5 separate regions of the Mus musculus genome follow, and all the other regions are linked to region 1. A link is a contact called in public promoter capture Hi-C data. All regions are on one chromosome and are shown on one strand. Each heading gives the region's core, a stretch centred on a gene start, on an enhancer-like site or on the middle of the called end of the contact. The rest is flanking DNA. Distances are from core to core; before and after follow the strand shown. Region 1 holds the start of Igbp1 (immunoglobulin (CD79A) binding protein 1). Region 2 holds the start of Rps4x (ribosomal protein S4, X-linked). Region 3 holds the start of Pin4 (protein (peptidyl-prolyl cis/trans isomerase) NIMA-interacting, 4 (parvulin)). Region 4 holds the start of Ogt (O-linked N-acetylglucosamine (GlcNAc) transferase (UDP-N-acetylglucosamine:polypeptide-N-acetylglucosaminyl transferase)). Region 5 holds the start of Taf1 (TATA-box binding protein associated factor 1).

What was found. Promoter capture Hi-C pulls out the DNA fragments that hold promoters and counts their contacts.
Region 2: a promoter capture Hi-C map of liver shows a contact between it and region 1, with 3 times the contacts expected there. The contact joins the promoter of Rps4x here to the promoter of Igbp1 in region 1. A contact is called at or near these places in 2 of 39 promoter capture datasets (erythroid cells and liver).
Region 3: a promoter capture Hi-C map of pre-B cells shows a contact between it and region 1, with 3 times the contacts expected there. The contact joins the promoter of Pin4 here to the promoter of Igbp1 in region 1. A contact is called at or near these places in 2 of 39 promoter capture datasets (erythroid cells and pre-B cells).
Region 4: a promoter capture Hi-C map of pre-B cells shows a contact between it and region 1, with 2.1 times the contacts expected there. The contact joins the promoter of Ogt here to the promoter of Igbp1 in region 1. A contact is called at or near these places in 2 of 39 promoter capture datasets (erythroid cells and pre-B cells).
Region 5: a contact with region 1 is called in a promoter capture Hi-C map of pre-B cells, with 4 times the contacts expected there. The contact joins the promoter of Taf1 here to the promoter of Igbp1 in region 1. A contact is called at or near these places in 1 of 39 promoter capture datasets (pre-B cells) and 1 of 9 other capture datasets (liver).

What each region holds. Positions count from the first base shown.
Region 1 is chrX:100,492,575-100,495,772 of GRCm38.p6, forward strand. Igbp1 (immunoglobulin (CD79A) binding protein 1) reads left to right here and starts at 1,717. Exons shown (of 6, transcript NM_008784.3): 1 at 1,717-1,982; 2 at 2,331-2,624. The coding sequence starts at 1,792. It also overlaps a transcript of Awat2 not described here.
Region 2 is chrX:102,187,938-102,191,135 of GRCm38.p6, forward strand. Rps4x (ribosomal protein S4, X-linked) reads right to left here and starts at 1,454. Exons shown (of 7, transcript NM_009094.2): 1 at 1,361-1,454; 2 at 357-434; 3 at 1-65. The coding sequence starts at 1,363.
Region 3 is chrX:102,117,953-102,121,150 of GRCm38.p6, forward strand. It overlaps Pin4 (protein (peptidyl-prolyl cis/trans isomerase) NIMA-interacting, 4 (parvulin)), which reads left to right and starts at 1,517. Exons shown (of 4, transcript NM_027181.2): 1 at 1,517-1,612. The coding sequence starts at 1,570.
Region 4 is chrX:101,638,471-101,641,668 of GRCm38.p6, forward strand. It overlaps Ogt (O-linked N-acetylglucosamine (GlcNAc) transferase (UDP-N-acetylglucosamine:polypeptide-N-acetylglucosaminyl transferase)), which reads left to right and starts at 1,581. Exons shown (of 22, transcript NM_139144.4): 1 at 1,581-1,852. The coding sequence starts at 1,816.
Region 5 is chrX:101,531,202-101,534,399 of GRCm38.p6, forward strand. Taf1 (TATA-box binding protein associated factor 1) reads left to right here and starts at 1,534. Exons shown (of 39, transcript NM_001290729.1): 1 at 1,534-1,800; 2 at 2,294-2,408; 3 at 2,544-2,660. The coding sequence starts at 1,621.

The DNA.
Region 1 (3,198 bases), core at 467-2,966:
CTAGTGTCAAGTTGACACACAAAACCAGCCAGTACAAGCCAGATGGCAAGTACAGGCACTTGATGCACAAACCTGGTAACCTAAATTCGATTCCTAGAGTCCACATAAAGATGAAAAGAGAGAACTGACTCTATAGGGCTGTTCCCTAACCTCAACATGTGTGCCATGGCATGTGTGCCCAAATACGCATACAACCCAGGCACAATCCAATAACTAATAATACATTTTAAATACGTTTGCTTCAACTTTTCTTGCAGATTGGACCAGGAATGTAACTCAGTTGGTAGAGTTCTGTGTAGGTAGCACAAGGCTGGCTCTATGTTCAATCCCCAGCATAAACCACGTGTATGACTGTACTACTTTGCAGGTGTAACCATCACTCAGGAGGTAGAAACCATGGATCTCAAGTTCAATATCATCCTTACCTACATAGCAAGTTTGAGAACTTGTTTCAAAACAACAACAAAAAAATAATAACAAAAAAAATAGTTGGCATCTATTTTTAAAAACAAAGAAAATTTAAGAACGCATAACTGAATATACTAAAATACTATTATTGGGTGTGTGTGGTTCAACTGGTAGAGCGCTTGTGTAGAATGCACAAAGCCCTGAGTTCAATCCCTAGGAACCAAATGTGGTGACACGCTCTTGTAATCCCTGCACATGGGATTGGAAGGTAAAGGCCATCGCGCTTCAAAGCCAGACTGGATTACAAAAGACCCTGTCTCAAAAATATTATCATTCAACATATAGTCAAAGCGTTGAGATATTTTTACATGTTTTGATTATATAATCAAAATCTGACCTGTAATTTACTTTTACAACACATCTAAATTTAAGATAAGCACACCTGAGCACTAGGTAGCCAGCCATCTAGTATCTGCAAAGCTGAGCTGATTTCCAAAGAGATCGCTTTATTTTTCTATTTATATATCATGACTCTGGGTAACTTCAGTATGAAGGATAGCCAGAGGAGGTGCTAAGATGGCTCATAATCATTCTGGAAGGGAGATTTTATAAAACACTAGCTATTAATGCAGTGTGGTCCGTGCTGTATGCGTGCACAGAAGAAATCCGAACGGCGAGGTGAAAGGCACAGTATATGGGGAGAGAACCAAAGACTGCATAGAAGTGTGACCTGGAAAGAAAGTTCCAAGAAAGGAAGGCAGCCGGCTGTTGGTAGATAGGAGTTGCAAGTTTTCAAATGTTCCTGATCAAAGAGAAAGGTTTCACAGGGTGCTGGCTCAAAGGGTGTTCGAGTGTATAGGGGACAGAAGGTTGTGGCGCGGTGGGTGGGCATTGATCGAGAGCGCGACTTACAACTTCACGTCCTCTAGGGTAAGCAGACCCGGAAACCGAGAGAGTGGCCGCTGACTAGCAGGACTTTCCTTGGGGGAACGACTTGACTTCTCTGGCATAGCAGGCTCGTGGTTCTCCAAGCATGGAACACGTTCGCCTACTCACGCTGGCTGGAGTTTGGAAATCAGCCCCGCCACTCCTGTGCCTCAGAGTACTAGGAACTTGCAAGTCCACTTCTGGCCACGTGGAGCCCATCTTTAGTAAAACAGCACAGACGACTTTAAAACAAGCGGCTGGCTGAAAATGAGTCCCTGGAAACGGTTGCCAGGGCCAGAAAACTGCGATTCCCAGAAGTCATTTGGGAAGCTTTGGTAACAAGTCGCTGGCCAATGCACTACTGCTTCCTGTGTCGTGAGAGCTTTAGGGCTCGTCTTTATGGAGTTTACCTTTGACTTCGGTAGAAATTCTTCCGGGTTTCTTTCTTTCCACAAGATGGCAGCGTCTGAAGACGAGTTACTGCTGCCGCGGCTTCCGGAGCTCTTTGAAACAAGCAAAAAACTTCTGGAGGACGTGGAAGTAGCAACTGAACCCACCGGCTCCCGAACAATCCAGGATAAGGTGTCCAAAGGACTAGAACTCCTTGAGAAGGCTGCTGGAATGTTATCGCAGCTTGATTTGTTCAGGTACGGGGGAGAGGGCAGGAACCGCAGAGAAGGAATGGCTAGCAAGGGCAGAGCCATTGCACTTGGGTGGAAAGGACCTTTAAGGCTAAAACCGCGCGGTTCCTACTTGTTCACCCGTGTACATTCTTTCCATTCTCCACTTTTCTTCTGAGATGCTTAATATCCCAGAACAATGCTCCCTCGTGTACGGCTGACTGCCTGGTCCTTGGGTATGCAAGCTCAGCCACTTTCTTTTTAATCTGGCCAATGTCTTTGCACCACTCTCTCCCAGCCCTATTCTTCCCTAGAAGCAGGGGCCACGGCTTAATGCTCAACCAGGCTTCACGGCCTCCTCTTTGCTCTTTGCAGCCGAAATGAAGATCTGGAAGAGATTGCTTCCACCGACCTGAAGTACCTGATGGTGCCAGCGTTGCAAGGAGCCCTCACCATGAAACAAGTCAACCCCAGCAAGCGTCTAGATCATTTGCAGCGGGCTCGAGAACACTTCGTACATTTCTTAACTCAGTGTCATTGCTATCATGTGGCAGAGTTTCAGCTACCCCAAACCAAGACTAACTCAGCTGAAAATAATACTGCTAGCTCCTCCATGGCCTATCCAAATCTCGTTGCTATGGCATCTCAAAGACAGGCTAAAATAGAGAGGTGGGTCAATGGCTGTAATTTGAGGGCTGTAGTTGGGGGTGCATGTGTTTGTGTGGTGTGTGTGTGTGTGTGTGTGTGTGTGTACTACAGAATAGTGTATTTTATTTTCTTGGTTCTTAATGAACATAGACCCTGGTGAAAGCAAACTTTCCTGAATCTTAACAAGCCTTTGTGCCATTGTTGAGGGGGTTGTGCTAAAACTTCAGGACCACCCCCCCAGCCCCTCAACACACACCTTAGGGTCATCACTAGTAGCAGTGTTATTCTAACCATTAGGTTGATCAAAGTATACCACAACCTTTTCCATGTCACTGCATAATGCTGTTTGTATGGGGTAAATATTTCAAAAGTACACAATATCTTGAACTATTTACTGAGCAATTCTGTTCAGAATGCATACAGGCTGGGATGTCTAGCATCCTGAATTAATCATAGCCCTGGTACAGCATCATGTTAACCTTGATTTAACCTTAGAAAATTCCGTGAATGCCCAGTGTCTTAAGAACAAAGTTAGGCACTGGGGATACGAACTGATTGGGTGTTTGTATGAATGTGGGTGATCTTTGTGCTCTGT
Region 2 (3,198 bases), core at 204-2,703, 1.7 Mb after region 1:
CTTAGGAAAATGATGAGAGGCAGGCATTCCCTCAGCTTGTGAGGACCAGTGGATGGACGAGGAGCCTGGAAAGTTTTAGGAAAATTACTACACCAAAACTTGGGTTATTTTACATGGGGGGGGGGTCGCTAGAAGATTCCTCAACATTTTCTCCTCCAAAGAATGAGGCCTGCTACTTTGAGACCTGAGTCTATGTATCCACCATCAGTGTACTATGGAATACATGGAGTAGATGAAACAGATGTATCAAAATTGAGGTAGGACACAGGTCTTTAAGACAGCCAAAGATTCTCTACATTCAACTCCACAAATATGCTTGTTAAAGGTATGTCTACCTTTCACACCACAATACTTACAAACACGCCAGTCAACTTATCCAGCATCCAATGTTTTGGAGCAGCTACACGCTTCAGGTGTTTCTTGGGACCACGAGCCTGGAAGAAGTTTTCAAAGTAACGTTGTTACATTGTTTCAGGTCTTTCCAGCAAAGCCTACGGCGTAAATCCTTCAATGAACTGACTTTCGAACTTTCCCAATTAACAAAATGTGGGCAATATTGAAAGCGCCGGGTCCCAGTAAAACGTAGAAAAGACAGATAAGCATCAATAGGCCAAACCCAGTATTCGCACCTTAGCGATTCCCATTTTTTACAGTTATGCCAGATGTCTCCATTATGCCTGCTCACAAAAATTAGCCTTTCATAGCACACTTGCGAATTACCCAGTGATTCAACCCTAGACGCACAGGCAGATAGGGACAGAAAATGGCCCAGGACCGTATCTCAATTGTCAATCGAAAAGTATAGTATTAGAACACAGCCATCTGGATCGAAGGTTTCTGGTACAAAGATAAACTCTAACTCCGGCACTGGCACTACCACGTGTACTGCTCCTTTGTATACTAAAGAGTCGAAGTTTCACATTCGAAAGCGGAAGGAAGCTTTTTGTAATGCTTCGTACACTTACCAGCTACACAACATATAAAGTAAGTCCGTGCCAAAAGATAGACAAATGCACAAGTAAGAGCTAATCCTTCAAGCAGACCCTGCGCCCACATGCCCAAAGCTTCAATCTGCACTCCCGGGCCCTCGAAGTTCTTCCCCAAGTGGAAAAGCATTTCTCCCTGGGCAAGGGGATGTGTGATTAAGCCCAAGGCCTTGCTTGCCCTCTGCGGCAGACTTCCCATCCTAGCTCAGACCAGTATTCTCCCTTGCCGCCAAGCCCATCTCTGCCAGCCTGCAGCAGAGCTGCTTTCGCCTCCACCCTGTAGTCGACCGCGGGAGCCCTGATAACCCGGGCAGCATCGGTCAGGGAGGATGGAAGCCGATGCAACCCAAGAGCTCGCTGTACCCCTGCCTTACCATGGCTGCGCTAGGAACGGAAAGAGACTCGCCTTCTTCCGGCGAACGAAGAAATTAGGGTCGGAGGCTGCGCGCGCGCTGGAGCCTGGGTTGCTCCGCCCAGCCTCAGACTTTCCCAGCGGGCGGGGACTCTCTCTTGCCATCTGCTGGTGGGAGGTCAGAGGTCCCAGGCTGGGAAACTGAGGCTGAGAGAATCTCCCAAAAACTGTTTTTCCTCAGTCCTTTCTCTTCTTTGTGCCGAGTGATGAGTGCTGGGGATACCCAGACCAATCGCACCAGATAACTGCCCGCAAGGAGAGTTCTGTTAGATGGCTGAGTGATAAAAAGATACATTTTAATACTCGATACTTTTCTTATACAAAGTTTCTCTAATCTTCCAGAGTTACCAGTCCAATCAGCCAGCCCCATGCTAAGCGAAAGGTTTGGCCAACGGCATGTTTCTCTTTGCTTTTGTAAAGATTGCTGAGGCACTGAGCCATCCAGGGTGAGATGGTAGGCTCTCTGCTTGAACCTGGCATCCTGCGCATCCACTCCTGTAGAACACATTTGACATTTATTGTACTGTAAGTGGAAGAGAGGGAACATTAGAGAGTATCTGGTTTTGCCTAGCCAGTATGTAGACCTAGCTGTTCTACTTTTGAAGCTGCTGTGTTAGAGTGGTGGCACTGGCTGCCCTTCATTCACCATTTTCTGCTCTCTTAGTTATCTGTGGCCTCCCACAGGTCGATGAAGTCTGCCCATCATAAACCCAAAGATCCAGTCCCTTCAAACTATTATGAAAGGGGTATTTTTCAGCCTCACCTTTCCTCTTTCTCCTGTCCCTCCCCTCTCTCTCATATGTGTGTGTGCAGTTGTTATCATTTATTTGTTATCATTAGTGGCTGCTAGGGAATGAGTCACTTTTTCATATATATATATATATATATGCAAATGAAATATACATTTTGGGGGGGGGGTTCGAGACAGGATTTCTCTGTGCAGCGTTGGCTGTCCTGGAACTCACTCTGTATACCAGGCTGGCCTCAAACTGAAATATACATCTTGAGACAGAGCCTCATTATGTAAGCCAGGGTAGTCTCAGACTCATCATTTTTCTGCTGAGAGTTGAGTTACAGGCATGCACCCCCACAGTCTATATAGTACAAGCAAGCAGACTATATCTTTATTTTTAACTTTTGAGACAGGCTCTTCTAGACAGGCTAGGCTGACCTGCAGCTTGAGAGAGGTCATCTGCCTCATCTTCCCAAGTGCTGGGTGATACGTTACTTCGCCACTGTAGGTGAAATGAGACAAATCAAGCAGAATTAGATTATATTAAATGCAGGTTTATTGGAAAGGTGCTCTCGGGCAAGTTCACTGGCCCCAAGGACTGAGGCTAGGGGAGTCACAATGGGAAGGAAGAGATGGGGGGAGGGGGAAGAGAGGGGAGAGGGAAGAAAGAGGGGAGGAGAGAGAGGGGGAGGGGAAAACAGAGGGCAGGGGAAACAGAGGGGGAGGGGGAAGAGACAGGAGAGTGGGAAGAGGGAAGGGAAAAGAGAGGGGGAGAGGAGGAAGAGAGGAGAGAGAGGGAGGGAGGGGGAGAGAGAGAGGAGAGAGGGGAGAGAGAGAGAGGAAAATATCTGGATTATATAGGGAGCTTCTGGGGAAAAGGCAGCTCACCTCCTGGGCTGGGAAGTTCAGGCTTGGGGGCAGGGTCTGCCAGCTAGGGATTGAGGGATGCGGGGAGAATCTGGAGGCCAGGTCTGCTTTCATATGTAAAATATGCACCTCAGTCTCCTGTCCCAGGGTCTGGGATGATAGGCATGTGCCACTATGGCCAGCCTATAGTTTTATTTCTT
Region 3 (3,198 bases), core at 267-2,766, 1.6 Mb after region 1:
TTTGATCACCAGTATTGCAAAAACAGACAAAAACTAAGCTGAGTCAGATAGCCAAGATAGGACAGTGATCTCATGGAATAGAGGGAAAGATGTCATATACGAAAATTATTGGTAGAGGAGGGGAGGATTGTGGGGGAAAGAGAAAAATGTATCCAAGTGGCACATGATTCCCACCACTTGAGAGGCAGAAGCAGGAGGACATAGTAAGTTCCAGAACAGTCTAGGCTACTAAGCAAGACCTGGTCTCAAAAAGAGAGACTGAGTGAGAAAGAGAGATCAAGAGCACATTGGGATGCAAATTCAAAAGCTATTCATCTTAAGTAAACGCCCCCAGTTAGTCATCGACTATGAAATTATTTCTCATGATACTCCATAAGCAGATACTTTAACAACACCATCTCGCAGAAGATGGAAACTGAGCCCAAGAGCGTCTTCAAGGTCACAGGACTAGTAGAAGGGGTTTTAAAGCAGGTCATGTGCCTCCAGAATCCAAGCTTTAAATTGCCTTATGCTGTGCTGTCATACAAACTTTGAGCTGGAAGGTGGTGGCACATATCTTAAGCCCCAGCAGTTAGAAGATAGAGGCAGGCAAATCTCTGTGAGTTCCAGGACAGCCAGGGCTACATACAGAGAAACCCTGTATCAAAAGAAAAAAGAAAGGAAGCAAAGAAGGAAGGAAAGAGAAAGGAAGGAAGGAAAAAAGAAAAGAACTCTGGAAAAATACAGAGACATGAATACTATATAGATTGACACGAGTGGTCACATGCTATCCTGCTGAACAGCATTAATGCCTTGTTTGTCTTTTAGGTGCATAGATTATGTTCTCCAGGATATATAACTTTAAAAAATCACATTCTACATCTTGGTCTATAATCTTCCTTAAGGCTATTTCTGTACACACAGCTTATAATCGTTATTTTAAAATTAATTTAGGCTGCTTCCAATGTTTCTCCATGACAGACTTCTGCCTGTCACAGGCAATGGGATGATAGGCTTTAAAAAAAAAATTCCATCTTTTGTACCCCATCAACTACTGCTGCAAAAATATAAACAAACAAGTAAGTAAGAAAAGCCATTAGGGAGTGCAGGTCTGTGTCAGTCGGAGAGAGGACGGAAGAAGGCCATTATCTAAACTCCCTCTGCTGTCCCTTTGTCTAGAATCCCCAAAGCAAAAGCCCACGCCAAAGAACTGCAGTGGCCTGAGGCTCGCACTGCGCATGCACAAAAAAGTGGGCGGGGCGAGAGAGAGCAAAGAACAAGTGCAAATGAGGGCAAGTAAAAGCTTTGAAGAACAGAATAGAGGCTGCGCTTTCTCGTCTCTGGGCAACCTTTGTTCCCGCCTCCCCGTAAGGCTTCGGCTTCTCATTGGTCTAACATCTCTAGCTCCTATAGGTCAAAGAACCAAAGGACTGGGTCTGTTCCAAGCTATGCCTGATTCTGGAACCGCAGCAGAAATAGTTGATTGTGACGCTGCTTTCAGGCATTGCGGAGGACATACCTGTGGGGCCTGAGGGGTCCTTTTGCTAGCACCGGAACAGTTGCCGGAGAGTTCATCCGCCAGCTTAAGAGATGCCGCCGAAGGGGAAAAGTGGTTCTGGAAAAGGAGGGAAAGGTAGACCTGCCGAGACAGTCATGGAGCGAGCGTAGGGGTGGATGGGGAGAAGGACAGGAGTAGACCTGCAGCTGTGTGGGGTGGGGGAGGGAGGTGATCATAAGCCGGACAGCAGGGCCACCGGGAGCACCCTGAGCCGCTGTGGTTTATGTTTGGGCTTCTTGTGGTAAGGAAAGATCAGTGCGTGAGGAGCTGCTGTGGTTCAGGGTATCCATGAGGTTTCAGTGCAGGGACCCTCGTGGCGGGCAATAGAAGCTGCTGGGGATGGTTCCTCGTGACCTGGGGTTTATTCCCACTAAAATTGAATCTGATGAAACGCCAGCAATAAAAGGAAGCCTACACTAGTGATCAATCTAGTCCATCTAGGCCTCTTAACAACTAACAGGACGTACCTCCCCCCCCCTCCCCTCCCCTACACACACACATGAGGAGGGACTCGCTTCTTGAAGACCGTTGTTGGGGACAACATTGTGCTTTCAGGCTAGAAAACTAAGACAACTCTTATTCATCGCTGGACAATGTGGGGAAGATAGTAGCCTCTAAGTACTGTGCCGAATGTAGTTGTGAGAGTTATGTTATAGAAGGTGGAAAGAGGGTAAAGAAACAAACTGGAGATACTTTGGGCAGGCTGAGATAAGCAGCAGCAATAGGGTAAAGAGTCCTCAACCCGGAGAGGCCAGCCCCAAAGGCAGTTTAGTATAGCATCGCTGAAGTAAAACTTCAAAACAAATAAGCAAGTTGGGGAAATTAAAACAGAAGAAAACTAAATCATGAGGTGTGCTGTATATGGTGTTAATTAAGGTTGGTTAGGGGCCAGGAGGTCCTTTAAAGAGATGATTTCAAGCCGGGCAGCGGTAGCGCACACCTTTAATCCTAGCACTTGGGGAGGCAGAGGCAGGTGGATTTCTGAGTTCGAGGCCAGCCTGGTCTACAGAGTGAGTTCCAGGACAGCCAGGGCTACACAGAGAAACCCTGTCTTAAAAACAAACAAACAAACAGAGAGGGGAGAGTAGTGAGGGAGAGAGAGAGAGAGAGAGAGAGAGATGATTTCAGTAGTTCTGGTAAGAGAGAGAGTTGGCCTGAACTAAGATTGTGGTTGTAGGAACCCAGAGAAGAGACAAATAAATGGAGTGTAGTAGAGTGATACCCCAGAGGTCCAAGGAACCAAGATGTTGTAAAGAAAGGTCTGAGAAATGGGTGAGGCACTGCAGAGACATGCCACAGCAGTGGGAGGCTGAGGAGGACCTGAGTGTGAGGTCACCAGGGGTACACTGTCCTTTAGCTGCTCAGCTCCTGTTCATCCATCAGGTGGTACCTGGCTAGCTGACATATGTGTTCCCTTCCACAATTTCTCGCTTGTCGGACTCTCAGAATGTGGTCTCTCTTCCTCACTGGGATACGAGCTCCTTGGCTGCGGCTTTGAATCCTATTCACTGTGTACCCCCAAGAACTTGAACTGGGGAATTATTTAGGAAACAGTTGTTAAACTAAATACTTAATTTAATCTTAGACACCTTGGCCTCTAACACTTAATATGCTGCCTTCGACACAAAACTTAAAAGAAGTAAGATGTGCTACCAATGCTT
Region 4 (3,198 bases), core at 331-2,830, 1.1 Mb after region 1:
TTTCCTTCCTGAGCTACATGAGCCTCACAATCCAATTTTTTCATAGCAGCGTGAGACTCCTTTCAGATGAGGGAACCCCAGATCAGTTTTCTATGAGTCAAATAGCTGTCCGACTGGGAGCATGACCTGACATTTAACGACTTTTTACTTAATTAACTATCACGCACTAATCAAGAAGGCCTAAACATCTGCTAGTAGAATCTGAGTTGCCTTTCTTAATGAGGAAAAGCTGAGTTCTTTCAACAAAGGTGGATCACTTGGTGGGTTTGGGGCTTGCCAGGTGTATCAAATGAAAAGATAAGGCCAATCAATATCCAGGAGAGTTTGAATGGCAAGCTTTCTTTTTTACTACATGTTGTGGTTCTGTGGGGCAGAAGAAATGAACAATATTATCAACTTTTTCTGCACTCATAATCCAAAGTTCATAGGTTGTTTGGCAATCTCAAGAAACTGAAACAGCCTTTGAGGATTTGTTTTTTATTTCACCAAGGAGCTAGACAGCAAACATTTTTACACAAGCTCACTAATTTTTCCTAGATCAAAGAGTTTTGAAACGGAAAGACTCTAAGAGAGCTAACTGTAGTCCCCAGTGGCTTGTAATAATCACTTAGTGACGTGTCTTAAAACTGTCAAGGAACAAGGCAGGAAATATAAATTAATAACAATGTGACAAAAATGTCCAAACACTGGGCTTGAAACCGTAAGAGGATCCAAAGAGCTGTTTTGTCAAAGGAAGGCAATTGGAAATTCATTGTAGTTGTGTGGTTTAGGAAGAAGGCAAAGGAACACAGTTTGCTTTGTTGAATTGCCTTAAGCTCCAAGGCATTTGCAGTCCTTAATGATTCTGACGAAACAAGGTCACAATTCAGGATCAGGAATTTTGAGGAAAAAGGCATCCTCTTTAACATTTCTGTGGTTGCTTTTGACATGCAAACTCCTAGCATTTACCCTGTTACCATCCCGAATCTCACAAACGATTTTGAATTTTAGGGTTATATGGTTCAAATCGAACACATTTGGGTTCACTCAGCTCAGGGAGACTGTCCGTTTTTCTCATCAAAGTACTTAAATTCATGGGTGGAGTCTGAATCAAAAAGCATTCAAATCGAACCGGCTCCCCCATTGTTTTGAACAGCCCCGTCTCTGAAACGCAAATATTCGCGTTTACTTGCTTAGAACTAACACGTTGGTCGTGTAAACTACCCTTTTCTGTTGAATGGAGTTAATTAAACTTTTCTAGACGCTCTGACATTCTAACATCGACATCACTGACCAGGTAGTAGACTCGTACTTTAGCGCTTGCCAAAAAAAAAAAAAAAAAAAAAAAAAAAAAAAGTAATCGACGGGCGTTTTTTGCCCTTCCGCCTTGCTCTTAAAAACTTGCTGGCTCTTGCCCCATAGGGAGCCCTTAACCCGGAGTTGCCTAGACAGGGTTGTCGCATGCGCTCTCTACAGTCATGTTTGTCGCAATGGACCTTGGGCGGAAGGTTACGTAAGAGCAAATGACTTTGATTACAGTCACTTGGTCGGTAGTCTTGTTACGCGCTACCTCCGCGGGGTACTTGATTATAACAGAAAGTAGTTCCGGCTTGTGTTGTTTCGGTCGAGGAGCCCTCGCCGCCATTTCAAGACAGTGAGAGGTAGATGTCTACCAAGAGTTCCTAAGATTCGAGTTCAGTATTCTGTGCCGCCCCCTGAGCCCTTCAAAACACTGATACGGCTGCTGCCTTTTTTCTGCTACTTCTAGAACCATTCTTGTCAGTAGTGGCGGCAGTAGAAGTCAATTACCCCTTGTTCTATCTCAAGAAGCTCCAGATGGCGTCTTCCGTGGGCAACGTGGCCGACAGTACAGGTACTAGTGTCCCATTCTACTCTGGCAGACGTCCCTTTGGGGTCTGGCGCCGTCTTGTATCTTTCATTACTTCCCTCTGACCATCCCCATTACATCAGTGGCATTACTGAGCTCTCGAGTTCTACTGCTATCTGATCGGGTTTGGTGCTGCCGTCCGTTCGTAAACATTCTCTAGTTGCTTGCTTGCATTTTGCTTGCTTTGGGGGCTTTTTCGTTGTTGCTTTATCCCATCAGTGTTGTAGCCTTCTCTCTCGGGACGAATCTATAGCACACGTGCGCGCTTAGTGTGTCTTGGAATGGGCTGCATTGGAATCTCTGCAATTTCTGTCTCCCGTCGCAACTGTTTTCTCCCTCAATTTCAGCCCGTCGCTCCCTCCCGTGCGCTTCCACCTCCTCCCCAAAGCCCCTTTCCCTTAGCCACATTTGGTCCTCCTTTGCCAGGCTAGGGCGGGGATGCTATTTCGGTGTAATCCTAGCCTCACTTTGCATCAGGCATGACTAGCGAAGGCTCCTCGGTGTGCTTCCAAGTAGCACCAAGAAGAGCTACTTGAGCCCGCACCCCGCCGGGGCAGCGCCTTGTGTTCTTGGGTTGAGCGGCCCCGATTTAGGTTGGAAATTTCCAGGGGTTCTCTTAGCCATCACCCAATTGCACCCGCTGCCCCAGTACGGAGTTTCCTACCCTGGTCAGCCCTCCCTGCTTGTTGCAACCACACCCTTCCTCTGCGAACGTGCCAGCCCGACAGTCGTTTCTTATCCTCAGGGAAGAAACCACCTCGGTGTGTTGCTTGGCGGCGACCACCCTGCCCGCCCTCCTAATTCTCTTTCTTTGTGTTACTTTCTCTATGTATTCCTCCGCCATGGCCTCTGGGTTTTCATCCCCATTCTTTAGCCCAGTATCTCTTTATCCATAGGGTGTGCATTATTATTTCTTTTTTAAGTTTCCATCCTTGCTTGAAGAGTTTGTAAAGCAACTGGAGTGTAGCTGCACAAGTGCAAAGCGGTTGCCTCTTTTCAACGATGCATCTCCAAGCCTTTGCTACAGAAAATAAGAAAACAACCAAATTGTAGGAGTGTCCTTCAACTGCCTTTCCAGATTGAGGCTGTTTGGGGCGGGAGGGGATGGGGAACCAGGCTGCAGCTCTAAGGTTCCCGAGAGGTTATTGTTTCTCAGTGTCTAGGTTTTAGTTGACGATTTTGAATATTGTGAGATAAATAGATGACTCTAAAATAGTATCTCATCCTTAATAGATGGGAATGGGATCAAGATTTCCACCTTTCTGTTTCCCCATCATGATTTTCAAAAATGTAAGATTCTGTCGTAGGTTTTTGTAAGAACTTGCTCTTTT
Region 5 (3,198 bases), core at 284-2,783, 1.0 Mb after region 1:
GGCAGTCAACAGTTCTGGCCTCTGTGAACAACTGCACTTCAGTGCATATACCCGTGCACAGACACATACAGATCATTTCAAAAATAAATCTTAAAAAAAGAAAATGTCCCCATGTATATACTAAAGAGAGGTGATCAAATATAATCGCACGACTGAACTTGTTGGCAGAGACCTATAATTTCAGTTAGTTGGGAAGCAAAGAATGGAAAATTCAAGGCCTGGCCCAGGAAACTTAAGTGGGACTCTGCCTCAGAACAAACTAAACATGAACAAGCAAACAGGCACAAAAAATGCAAAGTAGGAACTCTGAACAGATCCTCGGTTTGGCCACAGTGAAGATGCTCCAATTCAAACAAGTCTGTGTGCCACCATGGTGATCTGAAACATGAAATATGTCCTCAGGATGGGGCTCCGGGGTTGGTGGCAGATATGTTACCTACAGAGGCACCTCACTGGTTCAATATGTCTATTTACACAAATATATAGAGTACTTAAAAAACTTTTTTTTAAAGATAGGGTTTCCCCTAGTAGCCTGGAGCTTAACTATGTATACTATGCTGGTCTTACAGAGACAATTCTTTTTTTTTTTTTTTTTTTTTTTTTTTTTTAGTTATTTCGAGACAGGGTTTCTCTGTGTAGCCCTGGCTGTCCTGGAACTCACTTTGTAGACCAGGCTGGACTCAAACTCAGAAATCCGCCTGTCTCTGCCTCCCGAGTGCTGGGATTAAAGGCGTGCGCCACCACTGCCCGGTTCAGAGACACTTCTACCTCAGGTTTCCATTCCTGGCAAAATAAGGTTATTTTTTAAGTACAGGGAATTGAATCTATGTTGGCCAGTGAGCTGTATCCCAGCCTTGTATATTTCTGTCTCTCTTTCACTTTCTCTCCCCTCTTCAACCCCCCCCCCCTTCTCCCACTCGGTTTCTTTCTTCTCTCCATGCTTTTACACATTTACACACATATATACATACATACACACACACATATATATGCATATATGTGTATGTATATATATATATATATATATACATATATATATATATATATATAGTGCTGGGAATCATATGTGCGCTTAAAAAAACTATGAAAATGTTTAATGTTTGTGAATCTTGAAGTTTCGGTTGCTCATTTTACTAAGCTTAACATTTTACCATGGGAAAATGTAAATTCAAAATAAGTAAGTAGCAGTCGTCCCCCTATCACAATTCATAGTAATGTTCCTTTGGGGAACGGCACAAACCGGAAAAGACGGCTCAAATCATTATTGTGTAGTGTGTACTGTAGCCGGTGACGCGCGGTTTCCAGAGGTCGTAGGTCACGCCGCCTCAGATCTACTTTCTTATTGGAGAAAAATCTGCCGCTCTTACCATAGCAACCAGAACGGACCCGCGCAGTTGATGGGCGGGACTGGTTTGTTTGACCAATCACCTTCCAGTTATCCAGCCTGATCTTGGGCGGACCAATCAAACACATCAAAGGAAGTAGCCATCCCGACATCAAAGGATCACGTAGGACGGCCCATCCTTCCCCCCTTTTTTTCAACTTCCGGTAGCCTCTGGTTGGGTCAGGGAGCGCTGCAAGTCACCCGTGTGCGACTGACGTATTTTTTCTTTCCCGCCCATGGGCCCGGGGTGGGCTGGGCTGCTGCAGGACAAGGGTGGCGGTAGCCCTTCCGTCGTCATGTCCGACACAGACAGCGACGAAGAGTCGGCTGGTGGAGGCCCATTTTCTCTAACTGGGTTCCTGTTCGGCAACATCAATGGAGCAGGGCAGTTGGAAGGCGAAAGCGTCTTGGATGACGTGAGTCGTGGGCCTGGGGCGGCGGGTGCTGTGGCTAGGGAGAACTGGAGACAGCGCGAGAGGGCTCAACTCGGAGGAAGGACGAAGAGGAAAAGTCTTAAGTGTCAGTCACTGATGCTGAGGTGTTGGCTTCGAAGGTAACATTCTCCTTGCCTGGTAGGAAAGATAATAGTTAACTCTAGTAAGGTTATCAGAACCGCCACTGTGGAAGGCCTTCTTAAAGACCCTTGGAACTCTGCTTTTTCTGGCTTTTGCTGATCCTAATGGCTCCAAAGCCAGGACTACGGATGGAACGTGTGTTGTTCGGAACTGATCTGTATGGAATTTAGCAGATTTCCTATATAGTTCTTGAATGTGATGTTTCTTTGAGCAGCACTTCATGAAATAATTTCTCAGATGGATTTGTGACTTTGTTATGAGCAAGGGAAATATACTTGTGTAGGACCTTCAGGTTTAGTTGTTATTTTCGACCCTCATGCTGTCCCCTTTTCAGGAGTGCAAGAAGCATCTTGCGGGCTTGGGGGCTTTGGGTCTTGGCAGCCTGATCACTGAACTCACAGCAAATGAAGAATTGTCCGGGAGTGATGGTGCCCTGGTAAATGATGAAGGTAAAGTGTGGGCCATGGGGAGGACAGTGTGGGTGGGGGGAGGAGATTAGCCTGTTGTACGCTTTTCAGTGGGGATTTTCTAAGGAAGTGATAATTACTTGCTTTCTCTTGAGACGTCTCCCTTTTTATCCATAGGATGGATTAGGAGTAGAGAGGATGCTGTGGACTATTCTGACATCAACGAGGTGGCAGAAGATGAAAGTAGAAGATACCAGCAGACAATGGGAAGCTTGCAACCCCTTTGCCACACAGGTGATTCTCTCTCCGCCCCCCCCCCCCCTTCTTGTTTTCTAGCAATGGGTCTTTCAACATAGCCCTGCCTGACCTGGAACTCATTATGCATGCAAGATTGTCCCAAACTCATAGAGATGCATTTGCCTCTGTTTCCCAAGTGCTAGGATTAGACATGTTCCCCACTACGCTTGGTATTCTTTAATGTTGCAAAATTGGCAGTTTAGTACATTTTCTTCCTGAATAAGTCTGTTTTGGGCTCTGTCTTGTATATTTAATCTCTGCCATTGTTCTTGCCTGCCAATACATTTGCTCTGTATGCTGTTTCCACTGTCAATTCAGTGCCAAGTAGTAGGTATTCTCTTACCAAATTCAAGCTTTTATTTTTATAATGTTCGGTCTCAAATTGTTGATTAATGACAAGGGTGAAAATGATTTCTTGTCATCTCATATATTTTAGTGCCTGTAGATTTGATATAACTATTCTTATATGCTTTTCAAAGTTAAAGATGAAAACAAACCCACTCTTTGCCCTTAAGATTTTAAGATTAAGAAGGGT